Linked DNA regions of Cricetulus griseus: region 1 is linked to region 2. A link is a contact called in public Hi-C data. All regions are on one chromosome and are shown on one strand. Each heading gives the region's core, a stretch centred on a gene start, on an enhancer-like site or on the middle of the called end of the contact. The rest is flanking DNA. Distances are from core to core; before and after follow the strand shown.

Evidence for each region. Hi-C and Micro-C count contacts between places; a contact is called where the count stands out from the background.
Region 1: a contact with region 2 is called in a Hi-C map of liver, with 4 times the contacts expected there. The contact joins the promoter of Ube2t here to the promoter of Lgr6 in region 2. A contact is called at or near these places in 4 of 8 Hi-C or Micro-C datasets (the CHO-K1 cell line, the CHO-S cell line, fibroblasts and 1 more).

Annotation. Positions count from the first base shown.
Region 1 is chr5:54,277,881-54,282,171 of CriGri-PICRH-1.0, reverse strand. It overlaps Ube2t (ubiquitin-conjugating enzyme E2 T), which reads left to right and starts at 1,869. Exons shown (of 6, transcript XM_027417544.2): 1 at 1,869-2,025.
Region 2 is chr5:54,145,405-54,149,761 of CriGri-PICRH-1.0, reverse strand. Lgr6 (leucine-rich repeat-containing G-protein coupled receptor 6) reads right to left here and starts at 2,586. Exons shown (of 18, transcript XM_027417534.2): 1 at 2,375-2,586. The coding sequence starts at 2,586.

The DNA of each region.
Region 1 (4,291 bases), core at 620-3,119, 130 kb before region 2:
TGGACACAACAGTGGGACACCCAGAGGAGAATCATAGTCAGAGTCCTAATGAATTTGAGGGTCTCCACAAGACAAAACACACCATGCAACCTTCATGAGGAATCAGTTGCTGCTTACCATCAGTTTGGACAAAATGCAGAAATCACTGCAGTAGCCAAAATTATATTGGTTTACAAGTTCAGAGAGAGACGGACTGCTATTTCTATGCCAACACTGCTCTGAAGCTGCACAATAATCTAGGAGCAGTTAAAGTTAAGAGGAAGGATGGCTGGTTGGTTGATTTGGGGTCCTATCCCCAAGGTTCCCATAGTCTTAGCCGAATCCCAGCTCTGCAGAGTCTCAGGTCTTGAGGTGCCCTTTCCAGCTGTGTAGTAACTTGGCTATAAGCACATACTTCCTTGTTCAGAAAATTTTACCTTTCTAGAGTTGGAAAAGAGCTTAAAAGTCACTTATTGGGGCTGGAAAGATGGCTCAGTGGTTAAGAGCACTGGCTGCTCTTCTAGAGGACCCTACATGGCAGCTCATCGCTGTCTGTAACTCCTGTCCCAGGAGATTTAAAGCTCTCACACAGACACACATACAGGCTAAACATCAATGAACATAAAATTAACTAATTAAAAACAACCTGTCCAACTTTTTTTTTTTAAAAGGCATTTATTTCAGGGTAGGTGTGTGACTGAGGGATCAAAAGTTGTCATAGTAAGTAGGAAGATGTAAAGGGGGAGGGAAGAGGGTATCATCCTACTTAGCGCCCATGTAGCGCAAAGGATCACTTTTGCACTGCCCTTAACTTGCTCAGCTTTCACTTGAACTCTTACAATGGTGAAGAAATCCACTCTGCCGGCTTTATTCTTCAGAATCCTGGTGGAATGCTGTGTCCAGCCGAATTATAGGTTAAAAATACATTTTCTTTTTCCCAGCTGGAGGAAATCTATGTAGCAAGAGTCTCAAATTCTCGATCTTTTTTTTTCAATGAGCGAACTTTACTATTAAAACAGCTAAAATATTACAAAATATTCTTTTAACATTTTCTTAATTCTTGGGAATGCCATAAATGTATACATTGAAATAGGATCATATACACTTACTTCCAACTCTAACCAAATCTCCAACAGAGCCCATGCCAAAAATGTTGCGCCTTTTCAAAAAATTATAATCCACCTTGACCTATTAGAGCGTTGTGGGTTTGGCGTCTGCCTTTCATTGTAGCTCGAATTCTCGATCTTTTTATCTCAATATGTCTGCGCCACCATGTTCGGCTTTTATCTTTCAACTATTGGTCTTAAAACCTTGGGCAATGTGGGGCGCACCTAATTCCAGCCCTTGGGATGCCGAGACAGTAGTGCCAGGAGTTCTAGGTTAGCCTGAGCTGCATAGCAAGTTCCAAGCTAAGAAGGGCTGCAAATTAAAGCCCCCCCAGTCCCCCCCCCGCCGTCTCAAAGAACCGAAACAAAGAAATAAAGGCCGCTCGCTATTCAGCAGTCATTTCTCCAGATTACATTTGTCCAGTTGCCGCCGGTGGGTGGTGTGGTGACGGCGGCGGCGGCGGCACACGCCTTTAATTCCAGCACGCCGGAGGCTGAGGCAGGGGGATCTCTGAGTTCGAGGCCTGCCTGGTCTACAGAGCCAGTTCCAGGACAGGCTCCAAAGCTATACAGAGAAACCCTGTCTCGACAAACAAAAACAAACAAACAAACAAACAAGGTATGTCCAGACACTCTCTCATTTTCTCTCCTGTAGATGATGACTCGCAAGCACTCAGACAGCAGGGACTGGATTCCCGGTTCCGGGTGCGCGCGCGCCAATTTGAACCCTGCGTGAGCGGACGCACGCTCGGGGCGCTGGCCAATAGGCGTGCGCGCGCCTCTCCCGGGGCTGCTGCGGGCCAGTCAGAGACATTTCTTGGACGAGGGTGGAGTCATTTCAACGGTCCCCGGGGTCGGCGTGGGCACTGCAGCCACTGGCGGCAAGCTGAGCTGCTGAGGAGTACTGAGGGGCCACCAGAGAGGACGTACCCGAGTCACGGTGAGTCTGGGGAAGGACTCCGGTTCTCCCCCGAGCCGCCCGTGGAGGAACGCCGCGGGGAGAGAGAACCGTCCTGCGCGCGCCAAGGCTGTGTCTCCTGCGTCCTCCCTCCAGCATCCGCCCCTACCCACTCGGCTTCTGTTCGTTATTTACCTCAGGCCTGGGGGACAAAACAAAACGCCAGCGCTCCGGAATCTGAGGCGAATCCATCGTACAGGCTGCAAATGTGAAGATGCGCAGAGGGTGGAAGGACTGGGAACTGTCCTTTAATGTGGACGCACACACATGGGTGTGAAAAGATTTTGTGACTAGTCAGTGCGGTGTAAGCATACATTTGTGGGAAGTAATTACTGGGGGAAAGGCTAAAAGCACTGCTTAAAACATTAAGACACCTGTTGGAGCTAGATTGTAAGGAACTTTTTGTTTGGTGGTTTGGTTGGGAGTTTTGTTTTTTTTTTTTTTTTTGAGACAGGTGTCGCTGTAACCCAGGCTAGCATGGAATAGATTTCCCTGCCCAGGCGCCTCCGGTGCCTATGCCACCAAGCCCCGGCTCTGTAAAGAACCTTTATATTCAAGAAACACACGCTAGCAGATGACTTTTGTTTTTGTTTTTGTTTTTTTGAGACAGGGTTTCTCTGTGTAGCTTTGGAGCCTATCCTGGCGCTCGCTCTGGAGACCAGGCTGGCCTCGAACTCACAGAGATCCGCCTGCCTCTGCCTCCCGAGTGCTGGGATTAAAGGCGTGCGCCACCAACGCCCGGCTAACTAGCAGATGACTTTTAAGCCAAAGGACTTTTAAAAGAATTTATTTACTTTTATTTTATGTGTATGAGTGTTTGTCTGCATGTATGTATGTGCACCAAGTGTATGCCCGGTGCCCACCAGGCCAGAAGAGGGTGTTGAATCTCCTGGAACTAGAGTTACTGATAGTTATAAGCTGCCATGTGGGTGCTAGGGATCGAACCTGGATCCTCTGGAAGAACAGTTAGTGCTCTTAGTAGATAAACCATCTCTCCAGCCCCCAGAGGACTTTATGAATACCAGTTGTATTAACATAAAGAGTCTGGTTGCTTCTTTGAGAGAATATGCATCTTTTTTATTTTTCTATTCTAGCCCAATTAGCATGTTTTTCCACTGTGTTCTCATTTTATACAAAGATATAGTTTATAATTGTAGACAGGATTTTATTGCAATTGATTGTCAAAAGACAACTTTGAGGAGACTGTTCTCTCCTACTGTGGACTACTGGGATTGAAATCAAGTAGTTGTCAGGCCTACGCAGCAGGCGCCTTTACCCACTGACCTGTTTTGCCAGTCTCTCCCATATTTGGAAGGTTTTTGTTTTGCTTTACTGAAAATAATTCTTCACATTTACTGTATAAAATAATCCGTCGGGCTTAAAAAAAATGATAGAGGCTGGACATGATGGCACATGCCTTTAATCCCAGTACTCAGAGATAGACCAGTCTCTGAGTTTGAGGCCAGCCTGATTTACAAATCAAGTTCCAGGACTGCCAGGGCCACAAAGAGAAACCCTGTCTTGAAAAAAAAGAAAGGAAGGAAGGAAGTGGTGGTGCAGGCTTTTACCTCCAGCACTCCAGAGGAAGTAGCAGGCAGATCCCTGTGAGTTCAAGGCCAGCCTGGTCTTCAAAGAGAGTTCCAGGACAGCCAGAACTACACAGAGAAACTCTTATCTCCAAAAACAAACAAATAAAAAAATATTTATTAGCTGGACCTGGTGTAGGCTGAGATAGGAAAATCACAGGTTTAAGGGCTTACTAGAGTAAACTCATGGTCAGCCTGGACAACTGAGTCTTGGTTCAGTTCCTAGTACTGCAAGGAAAAGAAAGATGTGTAGCAAAATAAGCTGTAACTTGTGAGATTACATTTGTAATGTCCATTAAAATATTAGTGTCCTTTAGATGGTTACTAGCTGAGTGGGTATGTTTGTGGGTGTTCTTTTAGGTGAGAGACTTTGATTTTTTTTTTTTTTTTGAGACAGGGTTGCTTTGGAGTCTGTCCTGGAACTGGCTTTATAGACCAGGTTGGCCTTGAACTCACAGAGATCCAACTGCCTCTTGCCCCCCCGCCCCCCAGTGCTGGGATTAAAGGTGCGTGCAGCCACCACCACCACCACCACCCAGCCAGGTGAGAGACTTTGTGCATATTTGGATGTTAATGGCAAAAACAGAAAAATCAGGAATACTGGAGTGAGATGGGTTAATTGATAGAGTTCCCTGAAGAATTAGGATATTGTACAATCCATG
Region 2 (4,357 bases), core at 1,337-3,836:
AGTCATAAGAGGAACCAAAGGTGTCTTCTGTGACCCACAGGCAGGTCCTAAGACTGCCAAGAAGGGAAGGAGCCCCAAGATATCCCTGGATCCTCCAGGTCCATCTCTTTCTACCTTTGCAGAGCTGGGGGAGGTGGTGGTGGTCATAACAGTAATATGTTTGATGCACAGACATGAAGACCTGGTTCCTAACCCCAGAAGTCTTACAAAAGAGTGGGCATGGTGGTGTGCACTTGTAATCCCAGCACTGGGTGGTGAAGACAGGCAGATATCCCTGAACTCCCTGGCCAGCCAGCCTAGATCACTCAGTGAGTTCCAGATTAGTAAGATACTGACTGTCTCCAACAGACACACAGATAGCTCCTGGGAAGCGATACCTGAGGTTGGCCCTTGGCTCCACACACACAGCACACGCACCTGCATACACATGTACACCAGCATAGATCCACAGAGAGAGAGAGAGAGAGAATGCCCTTGCAGCTTTCCTGAGAAAGCAAAGAAGGAAGGCTTCACCTCTGAGCCATCTGCAGACAGCAGATACCCCTTCTCCTCCATCACCCACCTGGGACCCTGCACAGCCATAGCCAGGGGGACAGTCCTCCCCACCTCCCTCCAACGCCGCTATAAAATTCTCCACATCACCCCAGAATCCATACCCAGCACTCCCTTCTACCCTCAGTAACACTCTTGAGCCTTAGAAGAAAAGGTTTTTCTTGACACCTAGGAGGGCTCAGGAAGAGCTCAGAAACCCTCAGAGGGCACTGGGTCAGAGTGCCAGGGAGCTGCTGTCAGCATGTGTGGTGGGACACTTGGATCCCCAAAGAAACTCTTTACCTCTGTCCCCAAGTCCTGCCAGAAAAGGCCCATGGATTAATCTAGAATGTTTTGGGTGCTGAGAAAGGTGGCCTGACCTGCCACCCTCTGGAAGGTCCTGTATCCTCTGCCCTTTACTACTAACAAGAACCTTCTCTTCTTCTGACCCCAAAGAAGACTCAACAGAAGTTGCTTCTAAACTCGTTTTAGCCTTTGGTCCCATCTTCCAACGATGCAATATCTTAGATCCCTAATGTGTAAAACTGATAGACATGGGGCTTCTGGGGGTGTAGAGGGGTGGGCCAGAGCCCCTGTACTCTGCCTGGCATTGGGGTGCCCTCACAGCTCTGCTTTGGATTCCTGTGTTCACCTCTCCCACCACCTCTTGGGCTGGACAGGACTTGTCTGACCTTCTGAAATACCCATGTTTCCCAGTCCTCACTCCCTTGAGTCCACAACTGAGTCTTTTGGAGTAAAGTTCTCAGGGGGCCATAGAGATAGGGGGCCATAGAGATAGGGGGGCCATTAGGGGCTCTAGATCAGGATCTCCCACGCTCACTAGGACACTGCCCCCTCAGTGCATCCTGGCCCCTTGCTGAGTCTTTTGGGACAAGCCCAACTCCCTCTTCCTCAGGTGTTCATCAGGTGTAGGTCCTCAAAGTTGAGCAAGCTTCTCCCAGGCCTCAGGGAGCTCTGTGAATCCTACCCAGATTTTTCCACCTGCTCACTGCCTTCTGAGGAAAAGCAGAGAAAGCCAGAGGTTCCCTCTTCCCAGAACACAGGAGGGAGCCAGGTGGTCTGGGATGTGCCCCCACCTCCTCCTGCCCAGGTGGAGAGCAGCTATAGCCTCTGGCTGTCTGATTCTGTGACAGCTACCCCCAGTAGGGTCCCCTTCCTGCACCACCTCACCCCAACTCAGACTCTAAAAATGGCTCTCTGGTTTTCGGTCTCAGAGTCTGCCCACAAATTAGTGTCTCTAACTCAGCCTCCTGGGACATGATTTCAGGGAGGCCTGGGGAGGGGGCAGGAGACCTCCACGCAAGAAGATAGTGCTGGCAGAATCCCTTTCTAAAGAGAGAGAGTGGCAGGGACCCCCTGCACCAAGGCCCCTGCCTCCATGAGACAGTTCTGCTTCTTGGTGAGGAACCCATTTCCACTCCATGGGGGCACACTCCCCTCACCTCACACCAAGGCAGTAACTTATGCCTTCATCAACCCTCCTGGGCACTGTTCTGCTAGGGAAGACAGCAAAAGAAGGGGCTTCCCCGCCTCACGTTCTCCCATTTTCTTGCTCAGGGTTTACACCCCACTTTGCCAGGCCTGGACTCCCACATTGAGCCTGTGAGGGTGAAGAGTACCTGGGAAAGAGCAGGGAGGCCCAGGCTCACTCCTTGCCTTGTCCTTAGTTTCCTAAGGACTCTCCTCTGCTCCCCGGTCCTTCAATCTTAGACTGGGAAGGGGTCAAGAGCCTTCCTAGGATGCTCATGTCCCAGGGCATCAAATGGGGTTTGTGGGGCAGGCAGCCATCACGAATAGCAGGAACGAGCAGGTGAGTACTCACAGGTAAGCCGTCAGGGGGTCCAGGTCCCCTGGCACCACTGAGAGCCCGAGCTCGGAGCAGTCAGCTGACAGCATGATGCCATCCTCCTGGCAATGGCAGGGAGCCGGGCAGGCAGGACGCCCCGGGCCAGGCTGGGGGTCGCTGCCTGCGAGCGCCAAGGAGCAGAGCACCGCGCAAAGCCACAGCGTCAGGAGCCCCGGCGGGCTGTGCATCTCGGCGGCGGGCTGAGGGGGCACCTGGCGGGCGCTCGGGCGGGCGGGTGCACACAGCAGTGAGCGCGCGGCTCACCTCCTGGTCCCCGGGCGGGCCCGAGGGCTGCGCCGTCGGTGGGGACCGCCCCCTCTCTACTTGGCTTGGGCGCGGCGGCAGCGGCGGCGGCGGGACGGTGCAGTCAGAGAGGGGCAGGCATTGTTGAGTGATCTTCGTTATTCAGTTTCACAGGCTGGGCTTGGCAAGGGAGGGAGACATGGGGGGGAGGAGTCAAGGAAACTTTCTACGCTGTGACTCGCTCCCCTTCCCTCCTTCCTTCTCAGCTGGCAGGAATTTCATCCAGGGGGTTGGGGGAGACTAAGAAAGCAAAGAAACTCAAAGCTAGGACCGGCCAGCACATCGGAGAAACCTGCACTTGTTTGGAATGGGTGCCCCAGATCACCCAGGCCCAACTGGTCGAATTCCTCTTGACTTTGGGAACAGCCAGGGGGCTCTCAAGGGACCAGAGACGGCCATCAGAATAAAACCCCAAGAGTTCCACAGACACCAGTCCCACGACCAGATTTTACGCTGAAGGCACGAGAAAAAGAGATGTTCAAGGTCACATGGCTGATGGGGACAGGCTCAGAACTAGCGCCCAGGTCATTCCTCCGCACTCCATCCTGACCAGGGGAGGAAGGAGCCCCTGGGCTGAGTGGTTCCTTGCAGTTTGGCAGTAGGAATGAGGAGGGACCCCTCATTGAGGAGCCACACCCTGACACCAAAGAAACTGGCATAGATTCCACCAGATGCACAGGACATGGAAATGAACTCGTGTAGGCTGTCAGATTTGAGGTCTGAAAATCACCCTGATTCCTGATCTCAGGACCTAGGACCGTTGAGGGGCTGCCCTCTGCACAGCTGCTTTGCCAGAGCTTGCCAGCGAGTTGGTGGATTGGCGCCACCTGGAGGCTCAGTGCTACAGATGCAGCTCTACCACCTTAAGGGTCAAATTCCTTCCATAATCCATCCCAGGACCTTGGAGAGCAAGGGCAAGCAATGATGGCTAAAACTCAAGACCCTGCTCTCTTCTTAGGCCACGGTGGATTAGTAGAGATTTCTCCATGTGTCCTTTTGCTTCCTCTGGTCTCCAGATCTTTCTCTGAGCCAAGTCCCAGGGTAAAACTAAGCCAGGATGGAACCCTTTTGGCCCTGACTCCCATGGTCCCCCGCCCCCAGAAACATGAGGACCTCAAAGGGGTCAAGATGCCTTCCACCCTTTAATTCTATGCCCCAAACACTCTCATCAGCCCGTCTCCATCCTTTGTGGACACTCTGGGACTAGTGAGGAGAGAGCTGCACACTCAGACCAAGAAGCCAGAACTCTGCTTCCACGACTCCAGTTGAGGCCATGATAGAAGTGTAAAATGAGCCCTTAGGAAGGTCACAGAAAGACCCTCTGTGGTCACACAAGCCTGCAGGCAGAAGCCGCCTTGGCTCTACTCTACACACACACACACACATGCACACACACACACACACACACACACACACACACACACACACACCACCCATGATGCTCCAGGGCTCCTACCAAGTCTGGAAAATGCTGGGCCCCATTCCACCCCTGGAGCAGCCCTCTGAAGTGGGCTTGAGTAGCTGAGTAGCTAAGAGATGAGTTTCCAGTCTGCCCTGGTCACTCAGAAGCCAACTCCTTGGACTCTTGAGAGATGCAGAACCGAAGAAAACATTGATATTCAGTCCTTGGGGCAGGGGCACCAGAGCCCAGTCTCA